2 separate regions of the Zea mays genome follow, and region 1 is linked to region 2. Evidence: chromatin contacts called from public Hi-C data. All regions are on one chromosome and are shown on one strand. Each heading gives the region's core, a stretch centred on a gene start, on an enhancer-like site or on the middle of the called end of the contact. The rest is flanking DNA. Distances are from core to core; before and after follow the strand shown. Region 1 holds the start of LOC100280886 (chaperone protein DnaJ). Region 2 holds the start of LOC100272758.

Region 1 (5,478 bases), core at 386-2,885, 270 kb before region 2:
GTTTATCGGCAATGGCCTATTTGTCAAAGAAATTGAATTAAATGAACTAAATCTAATAGGAATAGCAAACACTTTGATAAATGTGCTAAAATTGTACATGCAGGTCCAAAGACCGTAGGAATATACTACAAAAAAGTTGGGGGAAGAGAAAAAAGCAAATAAACTTTGCCAAGTGTTATCCATGGACATTCGGTATAGTTAACGAGTGTCACATACCGACTGCTGACGGTAATGTGCGGAGAGTCTTAGTATGTCGAGTGTTTGTCACTCGATAAATAGACCTTTTGCCGCTGAGAGTCTTCACTCGGTTAAGATGGTTGTTGTCGAGTGTCATTTTTTCGATACACCGCAAGTTAAAAGACATATCTATAACAGTAACCCACCGCCTCTGATCGTACGTTCTATTCTTTTTCTGATAGTAGGAAAAAATTTGTAGTAGTTACGTACGTCACATCGCCCTTTTAGGACCATCCGGAAGGTAAGGATTCTCGTCATGTCATCACCGCCTATTGTAGTCGGGCGCACAAATGTGAACGGGTTCCATTTTGATTCGTGCGTTCACACGCACATGCCCAGGTACTACAGTGTTCACTGTCCCCTCTGCACTGAACTGAATGAACGATGAACGGGATTATTGGATGTAGTGTAGCGTCAAACGACCTCGCTGCTGCGTGAATTTGGCATCGTTTGGGATGCTTTTGTTAAGCGACATCTTTCACGTACGCTTAGAGAGAGGATGGAAGCTCAGAAATAAATCGCCAGCTCCAAGATCTTAGCGGTCGTCAGAGAATTGTAAGTCTTGGCATGAGCAAGACAGCCAATAATTGGGAGAATTGCGAGACGAGCTGTGCGTTGCGTAACTCATCTTGCTATCCAAAATAAATATAGCGCGTTTCAATAATTTTTGCTAATCAATCCAGCGCGCTAGCTAACAAATACTACTACAATCTCAATCTCTGATCTTTTTTCGTCCAAAAAAGAGAGCAAGAGCTCCGCGCCGTCATTCCCTTGTGCCAGCAGGTCGCCCGCGCGCCGCACAGAGCCGCCTTCATCCATGATCCGGGAGAACCGGCGGGTCCAGGAGAGGCGAAGAGACGAGGCATCGGCGTCGGCGTCGGCGTCGGCGCGACGGACGGTCAGGTGGTCATCACCTGCCAGTCGGTGCGGTGCGCGCGGACGTGGCGATCCGCACGGGCGCGCGCCGGCCGGTGCCGGACCCGCCGCAGCACCGGCACGGCGTCCGGCGCGTGCCGGCGCACGCGCCGCACCCGGAGCGGCTAATCTTCTTCCCGCGGGCGCCGGCGTCGGACCAGCGCGCGCAGAGGCGGCAGTCCTCCTTGCCCGACCCCCCGCACGCCTCGCAGCGCGGGGCGCCTCCGCCCCAGCGCAGCGCGGGGCCCCCGCCGGGCCTCCACAGCGCGGCGCCCGCGGACGGCGGCGAAGACCTGTTGGCCATCGCGACGCCCGCCAGCATCCCGAGCCCCGCCGACGCCACCGCGATCGCCGTCACCATACTGGCGCGGACCGGCCGGGCGGTGCTTTCTTGGCGCCTGTTGGGCTCTTGCGCTCCTGTGCTTTTGCTTGCTATGGCTTTCTCTAGTTCTCTGTCTCTTGCGGTGGAGGACCTGGTCGACTGCGTGTGCGTGAGCCGGCGAGGAGTTTTATAGAGCGGAGCACCAGCGCGAGTCACCCGGCCCGACGACCCGTCAAGACGAGGCTGCTGCCGGTCGCGGCCGGGTGGGTGGCTTTTGGCGATTACCAAGCTGGCTGCTACTGCTAGTGGCCCAGTGGGGGAGGTCACTTGTCGGCGCTGTCGCTGTCGAGTTGCCTGCCCTGCCACCTTGATCGCCTACCCTCTCGCTCTCCTTGTGCTGGCGGTGGCGGTGGCCCCACTGATTCCAGAGGACTGGCCCTCTGCCATTCTCCTCACCGGCTGTCCCTCGACAATACGGTTAGGCCGACAGGCACACAAGATGCTGGCAATAATCTGTGGTATCGAAATACCATTTCTATGCAACTACCACTAACTTAATCCGCAAGGCATCATAATACTACTTGGCGATATAGATTGAAAAAAAAACGTGCCGCATGATATGAAACTGATACGGTTATTATAAAGCACAACATTAAATATGGCACTATCAGACACATACACGATTAGTAATTGTATCATATCATGTCTATAAATATGGTCAAACATACTATAGCGTCTAATCGTCTCATATAAGTATTACTAGGTATATGTCCGTGCGTTGCAACGGGTGACACTTGTGCACGCATAGATCTCGTTTACTGGTGTTATCAATCGACGAGTCACACTTGTGTACGCATGTCATTGTTTAGTAATATTATTAACTGAACTCTTGGCGGCAGGCAAGGGAGGGGGCATCGAGAGGCGGGCTCGGGGCAGGACATCGGGTGTGTGCGAACGCGAATCGCGTCGAGAAGTAGGCTCGGGGGCAGCAGATGGCTGGAGGTCGTGGCATGCGGAGCGCGGTGCGGTTGAAGTGAGAGGCGGGGAAGGGCTGGAGGAGGACATGCGTGGATGGTTGTGCCAAAAGTGTCGAGTCCATTTGTCAGAGATAGGAAAGGCAGAACCAGAGAGGGTCAACCTACCCCTTACCTTCTTCATAGTAGTATAATCAGTTACATGTACGTTGTTACGGACATACATAAACCTTGTTTAAATAAGATAGTTATTTAAACGTGTTCCAACAGAATTTGCGAGTAAAGTTTGTTTGGTGTTTATACCTTTCCCTTGTGATCTTCTAGACTGCCTTCTTCATCGAGATAAGTAGAGATTGACATATCCTATTTTAACATGAACCATTCCTATATTTCAGTTACCAACTGTTTTTCTCTATGTGCGTGAAACGTTGTGGGTTCCACAATATTGTATAAAGCTTGGATATATTGGGCACCAACTATATATGAAGCTAGTTTATCCATGTCAACTTCTGTACAACTTTACATCCACAAGTTACATTTGCCTGAAAGAACCATGGAGTAAAAAAAGGAAGAGAGGCTTTGATTTCCTCTAAAGCATGCAACAACCAACATCTTATCTTCTAGCTATATGTCAACTGTATCAAAATTGTGGAACCCTGTAACAAAATAACATAAACATAAGTAATCTTCTCACGTCAAAACAGATAAAGATCAAGACACAAATTAGTCTTGTGAGCTCACTTGCAGTGAAGTCAAAAGTCGCAATATAAGTTAGAAAAAAATCACTCCCTAGATCACCCAATTGTCCAAACCCTAAACCCTAAAACCCACAGGTTGTTATGAACTCTGCTTGTTGAGGTTTACCAATAGGACGCCGATGCTATCAGTTGTAGAGGGCACACAGATGTGTGTTGATCTGCGTTGACTGAAAATGATCAGTCCCGGTCAGATGTTGTAATATGTTGTAAGATTGTGTTTCCCATCATAGTTTAGACTGCGGAGAATGATGCTATACCAACCTGCATCAGGAACCATTACTATTAGACAATATTAAAAAAATCTAATTTATTTAAGTATAAGACACCGTTTTAAGGTGAACTGATATGAGTTGGATCAATGAACTGTATCAATAAACATATGGTTCATGCCGCTTGGATGATAAAAGTGGAGGCTTACAAGGATGGTGTTGCCCGTCCTGAATGGGTCCTCTAAGATAGCCTGTAGGTTGCTAGTAAAACAAAAAATAAGAATGCATCCAAGCTTGGCGTGCCATGACACTCACTGTCCTCATCGGGGCCTGGGTGGAGCTGGAGTCGTCCTAGTTCCACTTTGGCAGCTTGCTGGGATCGGTCACCTGGCTAGACAGGGTCTAGCCCAGCACCAACCAGATCAGTATGATTTTACAAAACAGAATAGAAAAAATATAATTGCAGTGGTAGCGGTGAGCATGCAGCATCATTGCATATTTGTACATACATGAAACCACATGTTCATGGGAGAGGGAATTTGAAATATGTGCAACATCGACGATGCACATACCTGCTTTGGATAAATACCTGCAGAGTTACGAATTGCACGAGATGTGTTGTTGACAGTAATACCTGCACTGTTACGAAGAAGGTCGACCAATAAGGTAAATACTAATTGAAATGTGAGATTATGAAGCTATATTGCATAAACACACCGCTAGATGCCAATCTCTGGATGGAGAAATAGAAAACAAATATTCCCTCCATTATATTCTCATTAGGTATTAGAGATACAACTTCGACCACTATCGCATCATATTTAATTATAAAGCTAATGTTTGTGGGATTACGAAATTACTTTTCAACAAAAGTCTACACATGTCTCTTCTGTTTGCAAACTAAACAATTATTATAAACTGATAGGTGGAGTTTCAAAAGTTCAACTGCATCTTGTTTGGGATGTTTAATGTTTGAGAACAAAGGGACCATTAATGTACAGAACATCAACCTTATCGAGCTGTATATCTGGTTAAGCATGTCTTCCTTTGCTTTCTCCACTTATCAAAGCACAATAACCTAACAAGTAAAGACTACCAGTAAGAAATTGACACAAATAAAAGGCCATTTAAACTGATTGACACAACAATAACCACGAACTTCTTGAGACATCTATCTAAGTTATTCTTCAGGATCAATAGGTCTACATGCCATAGTATCCTTTTGAAAAGTGTACGATCAAATGTTAGTTTGTGTATTTTAACGGCACATAGATTATCATTTGATAAAATGTTAATACACAATATGTTTACATATAGGGAAGATATTGTACTACTTTTGGATGGAACAGAACAGTCCAGAGCCATAATTTTAGGCAAAAGACAGACTATAGAATGAATCAATTCAAGTAAATAAAGGACATATACACTTATGCAGAAATGATACTTCAATTCTAACAGTTTGGTGGGGGGCGGGATACCCGGCGACGAGCTTGGTGGCGGCGGACTCGGGGGCGGGGTTGGTGGGGGTGCGGGCTCGGGGGCAGGATACCCGTCGGCGATGGCTAGCGGGCGCGCGTGCGTGCGGCATGTCGGCTATGGGGAAGGAAGTCATGTTGGTGGGGGCACGGTGATGCTGGGTGGACGCCCTCACTACGTCCTTAAGGTGTAGTGGAGATAAATGGAGTTACTGTCATTACTCAAAAGGAAGTGCTAGCACTTCTGGCTATTCTGACAGAAGTAACTGCCGATCTTGTGAACAGAAACTTGAGTGGCAATATCATAAAGAGGAACATTCCAATCTCCCTAGGTACCATCTCTGCGGTGCAAGTAATGTAAGTGCACTTCAATGCCATAAAGATTAGTGTGTTATATTTCTATTCTTTCAAGGGCGTCCTAATTCATAATTTGATTTTCTGACGAAACTAACTGAAAATTTTGTAAACAGTACTTCATATTGATCAAGTTCCGACCTATTTAGCGTAAAATGTCAATTGTTCTCGGACAGGTGATTGTAGGGAAAATTTATTTATTTGGCTGAATATTTTCCATTTAAGTAATAATTG
Region 2 (5,517 bases), core at 2,874-5,373:
TACTACACGCAGAACGATCCGCCCCTGGCATCCGTCGCTGTTGAGCAGCGTGACATGTTAAGTTTTCGTGTTCCTGTGAGCCAACGACGATCGTACGATTCCAATAAAAATCAAAATCTAATGGCTATGATGGATAAAAAAGCTAAATCGTTTATAGTATACTAGTTAGGTGCCCATACAATAGTACGGTCTCTCTCTCACTCTCTCTCTATATATATGTAGCCTTTGGCCACTAGGGCTCAGGCCCTACTCTTGGGTCGAAATATTGCTAGGGATCCGCTCAGAAAAACGTATACAATAGCACTTGTCTTCCTAGCCCAGCGTGTAAGTGCGATCGTCGTGACTCTTCCCGTTGGTGCCTCACTCGTCACTCCGTGGGTCGTGGCTAGGGTTTCGTGGTGATTGGTGAGAGCAGCTGAGAGGGGCAGCAGGCCACGACGGTCACGACACCATACCCCACGCGGCCCACAACCACGCAGTAGCCAGCAGGCGACGCAGACGAACAGCGCGCATGCAGGGGCGCAGGAGGCGTCATGTGTGCTACGCGGCAAGCAAGTGAGCGGCGCGGTGGCCAACGGCCACGCGCGGGCAGGGACTCTGGGCGCAGGAGGCGGCATAGAGCGTGCGCACAAGCTAGACGCATGGCACAAGCTATAGCGACCAGGCCGCCAGGGGCTGCTTGCTTGCTTCCAAGGGTAGTAGGGCGAGGTGCCGTGGAATTAGATCCTCTATGTCTCTATTGAAGTAGTGACTTGGTGTTGGTGAGCCTCTCTTTCCCCTTCCTGGGTTGAGTGAGTTCCTACTATGTGGTGCTTAATTGAGTGAGCAACCCAATTGTTGGGGGCCTTCTTCTTCCGAAGGTCCTTAAAAACTTAACTAACCTATTTTTAGTATAACAGACGGTTTCAGGAAGCTTCGGCTGTAAGATGAATGCATGCATAATATGAAGGTGCAGTCTGAACAAAGGACAAGCTAGCTCCGAAACTGTGGCTGAAGGAGCTTCGGCTCAGCACGATTGACGATGGTGAAAGGATAAACCGACTTAAAGGGGAAAAGACTGTTTAATCCTCGATAGCTTGCCTTAGGGTTAACAGTAAATGTCAAGGACTTGAATGTAATTTCATCCAGGCTGCGTCCTGTGCCTATAAATAGATGAACAGTAACACCATACTGTTCACGCTGACTTATAATCATTCACGCATCACTCCTGGTTTTTCACCTTCTGTCAAGCCAAAGGTACAAATATAATTTAAATATCGTTGATGTTTATTCATGATTAAATAATAAGGATATGAATAGTCTAATTAGTTGAAATGATTATTCATGTTCCCTTCACGTTTCATATATCTCTGTTTATATCTTTGCTTATTGAAATGATGAAGGTACGTCATTCATGACCTTCGTCCGAAGATCATTATATCATAAGGAAGATAATGTTACGAAAGACGAAGATCTTTAACCATTAACACTTGTGTTGTCTTGTTCTTGATTCATAGCATTTGAAAACAAGTGACCAACACCAATCAATTGATCATTGATCATTGAGTCAAAGATATATCATTTTCTTATATATAGGTAACTAAGTAACCACTTGTTTAAGTCAATTTTACATTAAATTGTAATTATTGGGTTCAAATAAAGTTTATATGTGCTATTATCTATACATTTGCATGGTTTAAAAAATTGTAGCTGCATAAATATTTTTTAGTGTGACCCTACCCTTATCAAGATCCTGGCTCCACCACTGATCGCAATTGTATCGGCAGATGCAGTCCACATATCGGCCGTGCTTATCCGAGTATGTCACGATTATGGACCTCCTAATGGCAAGTTTTGGATAAGCATCTCTCACCAACTCTTTGCCAAAGAAAAGGGAAGGTGTCGAAGAAGCAGCTGTCAAGTGCAAGCTGATATGAGAGTAGTACACAATTGCATATAGTATAGCTCATAGCCTCTTGACACATGACACCGGGTCCACGTCCAGGTTTACCTTTTCGAGCTAGTTTGAGAGCCATAAGAAGGGATTGAAGGACTAAAATCCACTTTATAGCTAGTTTGAGAGTCATAAAATTGAAGGAGATTGCAGGGCCTAGAATCCTTTTCTTTAGAAGCCACAAAACCGGAGGGGATTTGAGGGGCTAGAATTTGAATAAGAAGTGGATTCTAGCCCCTCCAATCTCCTCCAGTTCTGTGACTCCCAAACTAAGCTTCAAATTGAATAAGAAGTGAATTTTAGCACCTCCAATCATCTTCGATATTTTAGCTCCAAACTAGTCCTTCGTGTGCAAGGTGGTTGAGTTAATTACTCCGGCAGTGAACGAAGCAGCATTTGTAATTAAGCCTACATCCACTGTGATGATGGGATCATCGAGAGATGAGGCCATGCATGCACAGTTCATTTGTCAAATGATCGACTTAGGGTATGTATAGTGGTGATTAATATAGAGGCTCTTGAGATGTTTAAAGAGATTAATTGCGAAAATTCGTGGAGCCATCTCTCCGTAAAGAGACGCATTTGCCTCGTAACCCAAATAGCAACAGACGTCTCACCTCCCACTGTACTAATTCGTTGTCTGGTCTATCGATCCGATGTTGTACACACACATTTACTTCTGTATTTATTAATAGACTATATTTATATACACTCCATTGTATAATGAAGTCTCTTACCGTGTGATTGGATGCATGGGCGTGCGTAGCCAAGCTCGCATGAGCATGTTTCACTGAGTACGACTAATTTCTACGTATCTGTGGATCTAGACAAATTCTAAATTGCATCGGTGCGTGCGTGCCAGTAAGACTAGATGCAGCGAACCAAACACAGGTCGAGTCGTGGTCAATACATGTGGAGAGTCTGACTCTTCATATGCGGGCAACCAAACACACGATTAGTTATATCTTGTATTTGGAGAACCGTTTTGCTGTCTCTCTGCTATACATGCCTTAGAGCTGGTGTTAGGTACTATAGAGTTCCATGTTAATTTGATGCACATGTCGACACTCGGCAACAACTACTCGATGTCAGATGTCAGATTTGTGGTCGTGCGCTGCTGCTTCTTTTGGTGACTTGAAAGCAACACGAGCAGTTTTTATCAATTTTTTATCAACTCATTATAGAGGTCCCTACATCATTTTTATTAACTGCGGTTAAATGTACATTTTTTATATTGTTACATTGTTACTCAAAGTTGACTGTTATTACATGTTTCCAATCCAAAGTCTAAAGGAATCGGCCATATAGTTTGTTTGAGTTTGTAGTATATGAGGAGCATCTCTTTTTATGGTCTTTTTGCAACCCCAAGATGTGGGGATGTGTTACAGGTTTTTATCATATATTTGTACCATGCAATATAATGAAGCATAACCCCTTTTATTTGTTAGATTGAACTTCTTTGCCGGATGTAGTGTGATTTCAATTGACACTACACGACAGTTGATCTTTAGCGACCCTTATTAGATACCAACTGTTGGTTGCTAAAGGTTAGGGGGCGACGATCAGTCGCTAAATCCTTTTGTAGCAACGGTCGGTAGGTCGCTAAAAGTCTAAAAATTTAACAACTTATGGTTGGTCGCTATAGATGTCTTTGGGGACTAGCGGTGGGTCGCTATAGAGCAAGGATCACTATCAAATCTTATAGCCTGAACGTGCCTGTAGATGTTAGTGACTAAAAATTAATTAAAACAATTAAACATTGATCGCTAAATTGTAGTAAAGAAAAAAGAATTGTAGAAAAGAAAAAAAGAATTATGGAAAAGAAAACGAATTGTAAAAAAGGATTTTTAAGGTTTTGAACCTTGAATCTGTTTGACTCAATTTTTAAGGTTAATCATTTTGTATATAATTATTTGCAAAAATCTCACTTTTATTGTTTTATTGTGACACACGGTTGATTTAAATGGAATCTATTCGAAAATTATGTATTTTATTTATAAACTATTATTTTTGGGATTTATTATAATTTTTAGAGAGTATATATATTTTTTGTTACAGTAAAAAGGAAATTCGAAAAAAGAAAAAAAACACAAACCCTATCCTAATCGGCCCACTAGGGGCCCAACACCTAACCCTAGCGCGCGCCCTGGCTCCTCCCTGTGGCCGCCGCCTCCTACTTCCTCTCCCTCAGCCGCCACCCACTCTCTCCTCTTCCCTCTCTCTGCACCGACTTCTGCGGCAGCGGCGGCGACGCCATGGGCCCGGTGGGCTTGGCCGCCGTCCTGTGCTACGGGGACACCGTGACGCAGCTCCACATCGTGGGCGCCGCGGGCGCGGGCGCACCGCCTCTGCCCAGGAACTTCTCCATCGGGGTCGTGGTCACAACGCTGTCCAGGCTCCCCGACCTCAAGGTGCTCACGCTGTCCGGGCTCGAGCTCTGGGCCCGCTGCCGGGCAAGCTCGGTCGCCTCGCGTCGCTGGAGATCGTCAACATGAGCGGCAACTATCTCTTCGGCGAGGTCCTGCGGGGCGTGTCGCGCCTCGCCGGTCTCCAGACACTGGTCCTCGATGACAACATGCTGGGCGGTGAGGTGCCGACCTGGATCGGCGCCCAGCCGTCGCTGGCCGTCCTGAGCCTGCGGAACAACACGTTCCAGGGCGTCGTGCCGGAGTCCCTGGGAAGCGCCCCCTCGCTGCGGTCGCTCGTTCTCGCGTCCAACAACCTGTCCGGGAACCTGCCGGACATGAGCCAGCAGGCCAACCTCCAGGTGCTCGACGTCGGCGGCAACTCGCTCGAGCCGGCGTTCCCCAAGCTCGGGAGGAAGGTGGTCACCGTGGTCCTGGCTAGGAACCGGTTCGTCGCCTTCCTCCAGAACCCGCAGCTCGTGCAGGAGTTCAGGCCCGACAAACAGTACAACATCCACATGCTCCAGGAGCGATATCAGGTCCGGGTTCCCCCCTACTCCCTCTGCTCAAGTCCCGTTTTTGAGACATGTATACTTTGGTTGGCTAGGCATGCGGGTTTGTGGATTTCCGTGTTTATTAGATGTTGTTATGAAATTATGAGGTTGTGCGGTCATTAAAAAGTCTCAAATTGATTTGCTCATACATCGGAGCAATCTTAGGGGCTAGGTGTTTAGTTAGCATATGATTTGGTCCTAGTTGTACACTATGTTGCGAGGAATCTTGAATTGGCTGAATGGTGACTTTAGCTCCCATATTATGGTAAGTAGATTGTGAGATGTGTTTTATTGGCACTATCTATAATTTAGTATGTTATAGGCATTTTAGCACATGTGTCCTAGAATATAGACATATGTAGTTCTTCCTATTATCTTAGTTGATTCCCTTGTATCTTATAGTCCAAAAAGTGATTTCGCCATTGTGGCTAGTTCAGGTTTATGTTCTTTCAACTCTAGCAAGGGACAATTCACAGTGAGAGTTTTCTCTGCTGGATCACTGTAGGGAAAGGACAATGCATATTAAATAGGATCAAAATTCAGATGAAACATTGAAGGTGTGCATTTTTATTGCTATAGCTTGTTTTGTGATAAATGCTAATGAATTGATTAATCCTTGTTTACC

Evidence for each region. A called contact is a pair of places that touch in the nucleus more often than the background predicts.
Region 1: a contact with region 2 is called in a Hi-C map of leaf, with 5 times the contacts expected there. The contact joins the promoter of LOC100280886 here to the promoter of LOC100272758 in region 2. A contact is called at or near these places in 3 of 25 Hi-C or Micro-C datasets (ear, endosperm and leaf).

The regions. Positions count from the first base shown.
Region 1 is chr10:111,621,515-111,626,992 of Zm-B73-REFERENCE-NAM-5.0, reverse strand. LOC100280886 (chaperone protein DnaJ) reads right to left here and starts at 1,635. Exons shown (of 1, transcript NM_001364650.1): 1 at 654-1,635. The coding sequence starts at 1,513. The coding sequence ends at 1,148.
Region 2 is chr10:111,354,111-111,359,627 of Zm-B73-REFERENCE-NAM-5.0, reverse strand. LOC100272758 reads left to right here and starts at 4,123. Exons shown (of 2, transcript NM_001319979.1): 1 at 4,123-4,877. The coding sequence starts at 4,425.